Linked DNA regions of Ovis aries: region 1 is linked to region 2. Evidence: chromatin contacts called from public Hi-C data. All regions are on one chromosome and are shown on one strand. The core of a region is the stretch at or near the end of the contact, and the rest is flanking DNA. Distances in the headings are between cores, read along the strand shown.

What was found. Hi-C and Micro-C count contacts between places; a contact is called where the count stands out from the background.
Region 1: a contact with region 2 is called in a Hi-C map of liver, with 8 times the contacts expected there. The contact joins the promoter of FNDC3A here to the enhancer-like site in region 2. A contact is called at or near these places in 6 of 16 Hi-C or Micro-C datasets (blood, liver and tail adipose tissue).

What each region holds. Positions count from the first base shown.
Region 1 is chr10:19,058,458-19,061,938 of ARS-UI_Ramb_v3.0, forward strand. It overlaps FNDC3A (fibronectin type III domain containing 3A), which reads left to right and starts at 2,077. Exons shown (of 26, transcript XM_042254706.1): 1 at 2,077-2,167.
Region 2 is chr10:18,843,683-18,846,962 of ARS-UI_Ramb_v3.0, forward strand. No RefSeq gene overlaps it. Among named protein-coding and RNA genes, the nearest start is that of TRNAC-GCA, 22 kb to the left of the region's middle. Within about 2 kb of position 1,974, at least 27 of the 54 cell types and tissues checked have an H3K27ac peak or open chromatin away from gene starts, as enhancers often do. A contact at or near this core is called in liver, where this site is marked.

The DNA.
Region 1 (3,481 bases), core at 827-3,326, 210 kb after region 2:
GTGCCAAAGGAAGAACTATTCAAGGAGATAAGTGATCCAACTGTTGGGTATTACTCAGAGCTCAAGAAAGATGAGGATTTTAAATAACTTTTATTGATAAGGAAAATGAAGCACTGAGAAGTGACTTGTTCAAAGTCAGTGTAACTTAGTGTCGCTCTCCGGATTCCCAAAGAATTCATACTGGTGGCCATGCTAGGGTTATTTATGTGTGTGATTCATTCTCTCCACAGAACATAAATTCCCCAGTCCTCACTTGACTCAACCTTACAGCATCGTATATTGTTGACTAATCTATGTCTACTTCGATGGTATTCTGAATTACGTCTTCAGTTCAGTTCAGTTCAGTCGCTCAGTCGTGTCCGACTCCTTGCGACCCCATGAATCGCAGCACGCCAGACCTCCCTGTCCATCACCATCTCCCAGAGTTCACTCAGACTCACGTCCATCTAGTCAGTGATGCCATCCAGCCATCTCATCCTCTGTCATCCCCTTCTCCTCCTGCCCCCAATCCCTCCCAGCATCAGTCTTTTCCAATGAGTCAACTCTTCGCATGAGGTGGCCAAAGTGCTGGAATTTCAGCTTGAGCATTATTCCTTCCAAAGAAATCCCAGGGCTGATCTCCTTCAGAATGGACTGGTTGGATCTCCTTGCAGTCCAAGGGACTCTCAAGAATCTTCTCCAACACCACAGTTCAAAAGCATCAATTCTTCAGCACTCAGCCTTCTTCACAGTCCAACTCTCACATCCATACATGACCACTGGAAAAACCATAGCCGTGACTAGACGGACCTTAGTTGGCAAAGTAATGTCTCTGCTTTTGAATATGCTATCTAGGTTGGTCATAACTTTTCTTCCAAGGAGTAAGCGTCTTTTAATTTCATGGCTGCAGTCACCATCTGCAGTGATTTTGGAGCCCCAAAAAATAAAGTCTGACACTGTTTCCACTGTTTCCCCATCTATTTCCCATGAAGTGATGGGACCGGATGCCATGTCTTAGTCTCCTCCAAAATAGCTTTTCTTTCTTGTTGTGCCTATACATGTAGGTATGCCCCAAATATAATTTTTAATAATATAGTTTTTTTAATGAACTTTTTCCCCCTTACCCCCACACCAATGGCAAAGGAATTAAATCTTGAGGGATAGATTACAAGATTCTGTCTTTTTAAAAAGCTCCTGAATAGGAAGCTTTGGAAATTACTTAGAGTTGGCTTTGGAAACCACTAGCTTAGTCTCAGACCAAATAGAGCTAGGGAAGCAATATGGAGAAGCCACCCAACTCACCCACGCTCTGATAAGTCCTATTTTAAAACATACAGTTATGCTTCAGTTATTCAGAGATCAGCTTTCCAGCAATTGTCTGGAAGAGGGCCAAATCTGAAAGTTAAGAAAAGGAAACACCTCTCTCTCTTGCAGGAAAAGAACTTTTGAGAGTGAACAACAATGAAAATATCTCAAGATACCACTTGATACAGAGTCACTGTCCTATTTACTGATGGGAAGAAGAGGAAGAAACCAAATCTCTCATTGGCTGATTGTGGGTATAAACACCTCATCAATCATTACCTGGAGCTATAGAGATAAAGCACAGAAGAAAGGAGAAAAGAGTAAAAAATAAACAGTAAAGTAGAAAGGATGAGAGGAAGGATCTGAGTGGTTCAAGAGGCAGGTGAGAAGAGGAGAAGCAGTAACAGATATTAGAAAAGGTAATGAGAACATTCCAAAGAGAAGAAAACAGAGATCACCTAAGAGACCCTATATACCTCAGCAATCCTTTGGGACTTTAGGTTATGGCCAAGGTATGGCATCTGATGGCCAGTCATCAACAAAGGATTTCATTAACCATTGTATCCCTTAAGGTAGGGAATAAATACATTTTCAGAGAATTCCTGTTAAAAGGTGGAGGAAAAAAGCACTGTTATTTTTGAAAGGCAGCACAATTAATAAACCGAAATAAAACCAGACAAAGAAGCCTGGTTACATCGCCATTGTTTCTGAAGGGTCAGTTCCTGGGTTAGACTCCCTGTCCCAAGGACTACCCCTAGAACCCGCAAAAGGAAGCAGCCCAGGGCAGCCCTCAGGCATTATTGCAGCGCCCCCAGTCGCTGGAGGTTCAGGGAAATCTCGGCTGCGTTCCCTTCCAGGTCTTCAGGCTGTTGCACAAATTAAGGTAATGGGATTCCATGCGATTTGACTGGGGAAGAGGCCAAAAAACTAACCCCTACATTTTCAACTGGAGTAAATATCTAAGTGTTTTTGCTTGCTGAGGAGATCCCGGGCACTAAAGCGTTTGGAATTGAAAACATCCAAGCCCACTTCGGTTGGCTTCCTGTTCCTTGGGGGAGTGTCTTTAAAAGCACCTGCCGGCATCAAGTTTTGTGCTTTCGGAAAGAGGCAGACCCGGTGCGCCTCACAAGGAGTCTTTTAGAGTTTGGACTGAGAAATTGTGTGAGTGGTCCCAGGAACGTCCATTACTAACTCATTTCCCTAGTGTCGCCAGCAGCCTGGCCGCCGCGGCGGCTACGACGACTCGGGCGCAGTCGGGCCTCGGGAGAGAGCCCGGAGCCCGAGAGGGCGGTGGGCGTCCCGGGTTGCGGCGAGGTGGGGCTACTCGGCCGCCCGGCGCTCCGAGGAAAGACCCGCCGGGCGGCCGGCGCGGGCGCGGGGCGGGGACGCGGGGTCCGGGCCGGCCGGGGGCGCCGTCGGCGGGGCTCGCGCAGCCGCACTCGGCGAGCCGAGTCCGGGCTCCTCCTCCCGGCTCCGTAGTAAGCATGGCGGCGGCGGCGTTCGCGGTCCCTCGGGTGAAACAGAAAGCGGGAGCTACGCGGAGAGGGAGCGAGGAGCGGGGCTGAGGCGGCGCCGTCACTGCCGGGAAACCACCCCAACAGTCAGTGCGCCAGCGGCTGCGGCGGCCCCGAGAGCTGGCCCTGCCGCTGAGGTGGAGCGAGGACGATCAGGAACCCGAAGAAGAGGCACCGGGGTAGCCGCCTTCCTCCGCCTCAGAGCGGCGTGACTCGGAGGTGAGAGCGCGGGCGCTCCCTTCGGGAAAGGCGGGCGAGACTGAGGCGTCCCGGTCCCGTCGCGCCCCGGGGCAGGCGTCACGGAAACCGTTAGGCTGAGTGTGAAGGGCCGGGGCTCCGAGCGGGGGTTCGGGCCCGTCGAGGGGCGCGGCCCACCCCGTCCTGGGGGCGCGCGCTCTGCCGAGCGGGGGCAGTGGGCCGCGGGCGGGACGCATCCGCTTGTCGGGCACCTGCCGGGCCCGAGTCTCTCCGGGAGGCGCTCGCGGGGGCGCGGCCACGGCCCCGCCACCAGCCCGCGGAGGCGGCGCGGGGGCGCGGGCGGTCCTCCCTCCGCCCCCCCTGGCCGGCGGCCCGCGGCGAGCAGCGCCGCTCCTGGCGGCGCGGGGGTCGAGTGCCGGAGCCCTCCCGGAGAGGATCGCCGAGCGTCCGCAGCGCCCGGGCTTGTGGCCGCCCGGCGGCCGCCG
Region 2 (3,280 bases), core at 724-3,223:
CCACAGCAATCAGCTTATGGGATCTTAGTTCCCCAAAGTGAAGAGAAGTTGCTCAGTTGTGTCCAACTCTTTGAGACCCCCATGGACTGTAGCCTACCAGGCTCCTCTGTCCATGGGATTCTCCAGGTAAGAGTACTGGAGTGGGCTGCCATTTCCTTTCCCAGGGGCAACCAGATATCAAACCTAGGCCCCCGGCAGTGGAAGGGTGGAGTCCTAATCACTGGCCCATCAGGGACAGTATTTAGGGACTGAGAAAAAAGTCAAAAGCAACATTTCAAAATATTACATAGGACTGTGCTAAGTAACTTCAGTCATGTCTGATTCTTTTCGACTCAATGGACTATAACCCATCAGGCTCCTCTGTCCATCAGATTCTCCAGGCAAGAATATTGCCTGGAGTGGGCCGCCATGCTCCTCTGCAGGGAATCTTCCCAACCTAGGGATTGAACCTGCATCTCTTAAATCTCCTGCTTTGGCAGGCGGGTTCTTTACCACTCACACCGCCTAGGAAGCCCCATTTTCCTTATGAAAGTAAAAAGTGAAAGTGGCTCAGTTGTGTCTGACTCCTCATGACCCCATAGACTATAGACTGCCAGGCTCCTCTGTCCACGGAACTCTCCAAGCAAGAGCACTGGAGTGGGTAGCCACATTATGAGTATTTTCTTTGCAGTTCTTTTTTTTTATTTTCCAAATTTTCCACAGTGAGTTTGTAATGATAATTGGAAATCTTGTTATTTTCATTTTTTTAAAAAAGAAACACATACGACCATCCCTTTCTTCCACCCCTCTTGCTGAATTTCACCTCTTGGCCATGTTCATTTTCCAGACAAGAAGTTAGGCTCCTCTCTGCCTGCTTCCATCTCACTTCCAATATCTGAAATCCCTTTATTTCTGTTGAGAGCAGCTCACTTCCCACTCCCCACACCTGCCCCAGGGGAAGATCATGCTTTTAGGATTTAGGGATGGAGAATTTTCGGATGCTCCCCACAGGTTAGCCCCACTGGCAGAGGCCATGCATGGGTGGAGAGAGGGACTCTTTGGTACAGAGCTAGACCAAGGCATGGTCTGAACCCCACGAACACCCGTGTCACCTCCCCTGTAAGGAACTGTCCAGTGCCAAACAGTTGAGTTCTCAGTTCCCAGCTTCCATTGTCACCCGGGTCAGTAAATGGATCAAACAGAAAGTGAGAAAATGTGAGCTGTGATGACTTTGAGAACCACCGATGCGAAGAGGCGTCTCATTGGAAAAGACCTTGATGCTGGGAAAGGTTGAAGGCAAGAGGAGAAGACGGCGACAGAGGATGAGATGGTTGGATGGCATCAATGGACATGAGTCTGAGCAGACTCGGTGACAGTGAAGGACAGGGAAGCCTGGCGTCCTGCAGTCCATGGGGTCGCAAAGGGTTGGATACGACCCTTTGCGACTGAATGACAACAAGGGAGACTATCCGCAGATTCCCTGTTAGCCACAGATCCTCTCTGCTATTGTCACTTAAGGTCCCCAGGCCAGACCTATGACAGTCTGGTAAATCAGGCCTGGTTGGCCACGTTAACTTCATCCTTCAGATCAAACGTCTAGTCCGTGGTTAGAAATTCTTTTTTCCCATTTTAGATAGAATCTGCATAGCAGACTACTCTGCATAGCAGAGTAAGCCTCCCGCAGGCTGGAATCAGAAGGCTACGCTGTCACCTGCAGACATCTCCAGGGGGGCTGGGGGAATGTTAGTGATAAGGAATTGTTTACTGGGTGCCTCCAGCTAGGGTACCAGCCCTGGAGGAAGAGCAGCAGAACAGGCACTAACGAGCAAGAGAAGGCAGGGTCAGAAATGGCCATTAGCTCAGAGAACTAGGCTTGCTGACCAGAAAGCTCGGGAAAAAATTGCAAAATGCTTTCAGGCTGGGCTCCCAGTGCAGAATAATAAGCCTGGTGACGAAGGCGCTTTCGCTGTGAACTCCACCCCTTGGTGACCGAGCCCCGCCCCTTGGTGACCGAGCCCCACCCCTTGAGGACCGAGCCCCGCCCCTTGGCTGCGCAATAGCCAGCCCTGAGAGGCGACCAAGACCCCAGCAGCTCAGGCCACAGAAAGGAAGGTGTGGTGAGGAAAGAGACCAGTAGCATAGACTTTCTGAGGAGCTCTGACTGTTAGAACACCTTAGAGTCCGCTGCCAGCGAGAGAGGGCAGAAACGGCAGGATCCAGCACGTTTGTGCTTAATCCGGAGGAAAACAAACACACTGGCTAAGGAGGGGGCCGCTGCAGAGGTGGAGAAATAGTGACCAGCTGCCCGTTCTGTCCTTGGACCAATTGGGAGAAAGCCCTCCCTCACCAGTTGGTCAGGAGTGGCAGCAAAAGGGAAAGCTCCCCCCGCTTCCCCATCCCCCTCCCCCAAAGCCAGACTATAAGCGCTGCTAGGTTCCAAGAACGCAGAGACCCTGTGTGTTTTCTTTTGCCGTTCACTCTGCAGCCCCAAGACTGTGGCTGAAACATCATAGATGCTCAGAAAATATTTGTTGTCCTGAGGGAGAAACAAAGTGGAAAACCAGAAGCTAGAAAATCTGCAAGTGCAGTGAGGGTCATTTCTTACTTCTCTCTGTTCCCCTGACCTGGATTTCAGGCCCTTCTGAGTATGTGATTTTAGACGGGCTGCCATTTCTCATGACCTCATGCTTAGTTTGGGTTTGGTTTTTCATTTATAAGGTGATGATAGCAATACTTCATAGGGTTCTTGTCAGGGTTAAATGAGGTAATGTATACTGAAGAGATTTGTAAACTGTAAAGTGTTAGATAAATGCTAACTTTCTGCTGTTTTGTGAGGATGGTATGATGACGTTGAGGATGGTGATAGCAATGATGAAACAATGATGGTTTCTTTTGGAAGAGAAGGTTGTGAAACTCTGAAGCGAACTTAAGAGAATTTCGTATGTGGAACCAGAGTGGATGTGTTGATGGAGAGAAAGGGTCACAGGAGCCAGAGACCCCAGTGCAGAATTTTGCTCACGTGGCTTGTGTGGTCACCCTTTATGTTGCTAAATTTGAACTCTGGGTTAGGAAAGCTCATTTAGAGCAAGGAGCGTCTTTCACTCCTGTTTGTTCTTCATGCCCCTTACACAGTACGTTGTTCATAAACAAGCAGTAAACATTTGTTGTGGGGGAAATAACGAATGAATGACTTGATGAAGGGGGACATAGCTGCAGTGGGCAAAGAGCAATGAGAATATTATGTGGGCAGAGATTGCTCCCTGAAAGTAATTTGTTCAGGCAGAATCAAAACTGATCTTGT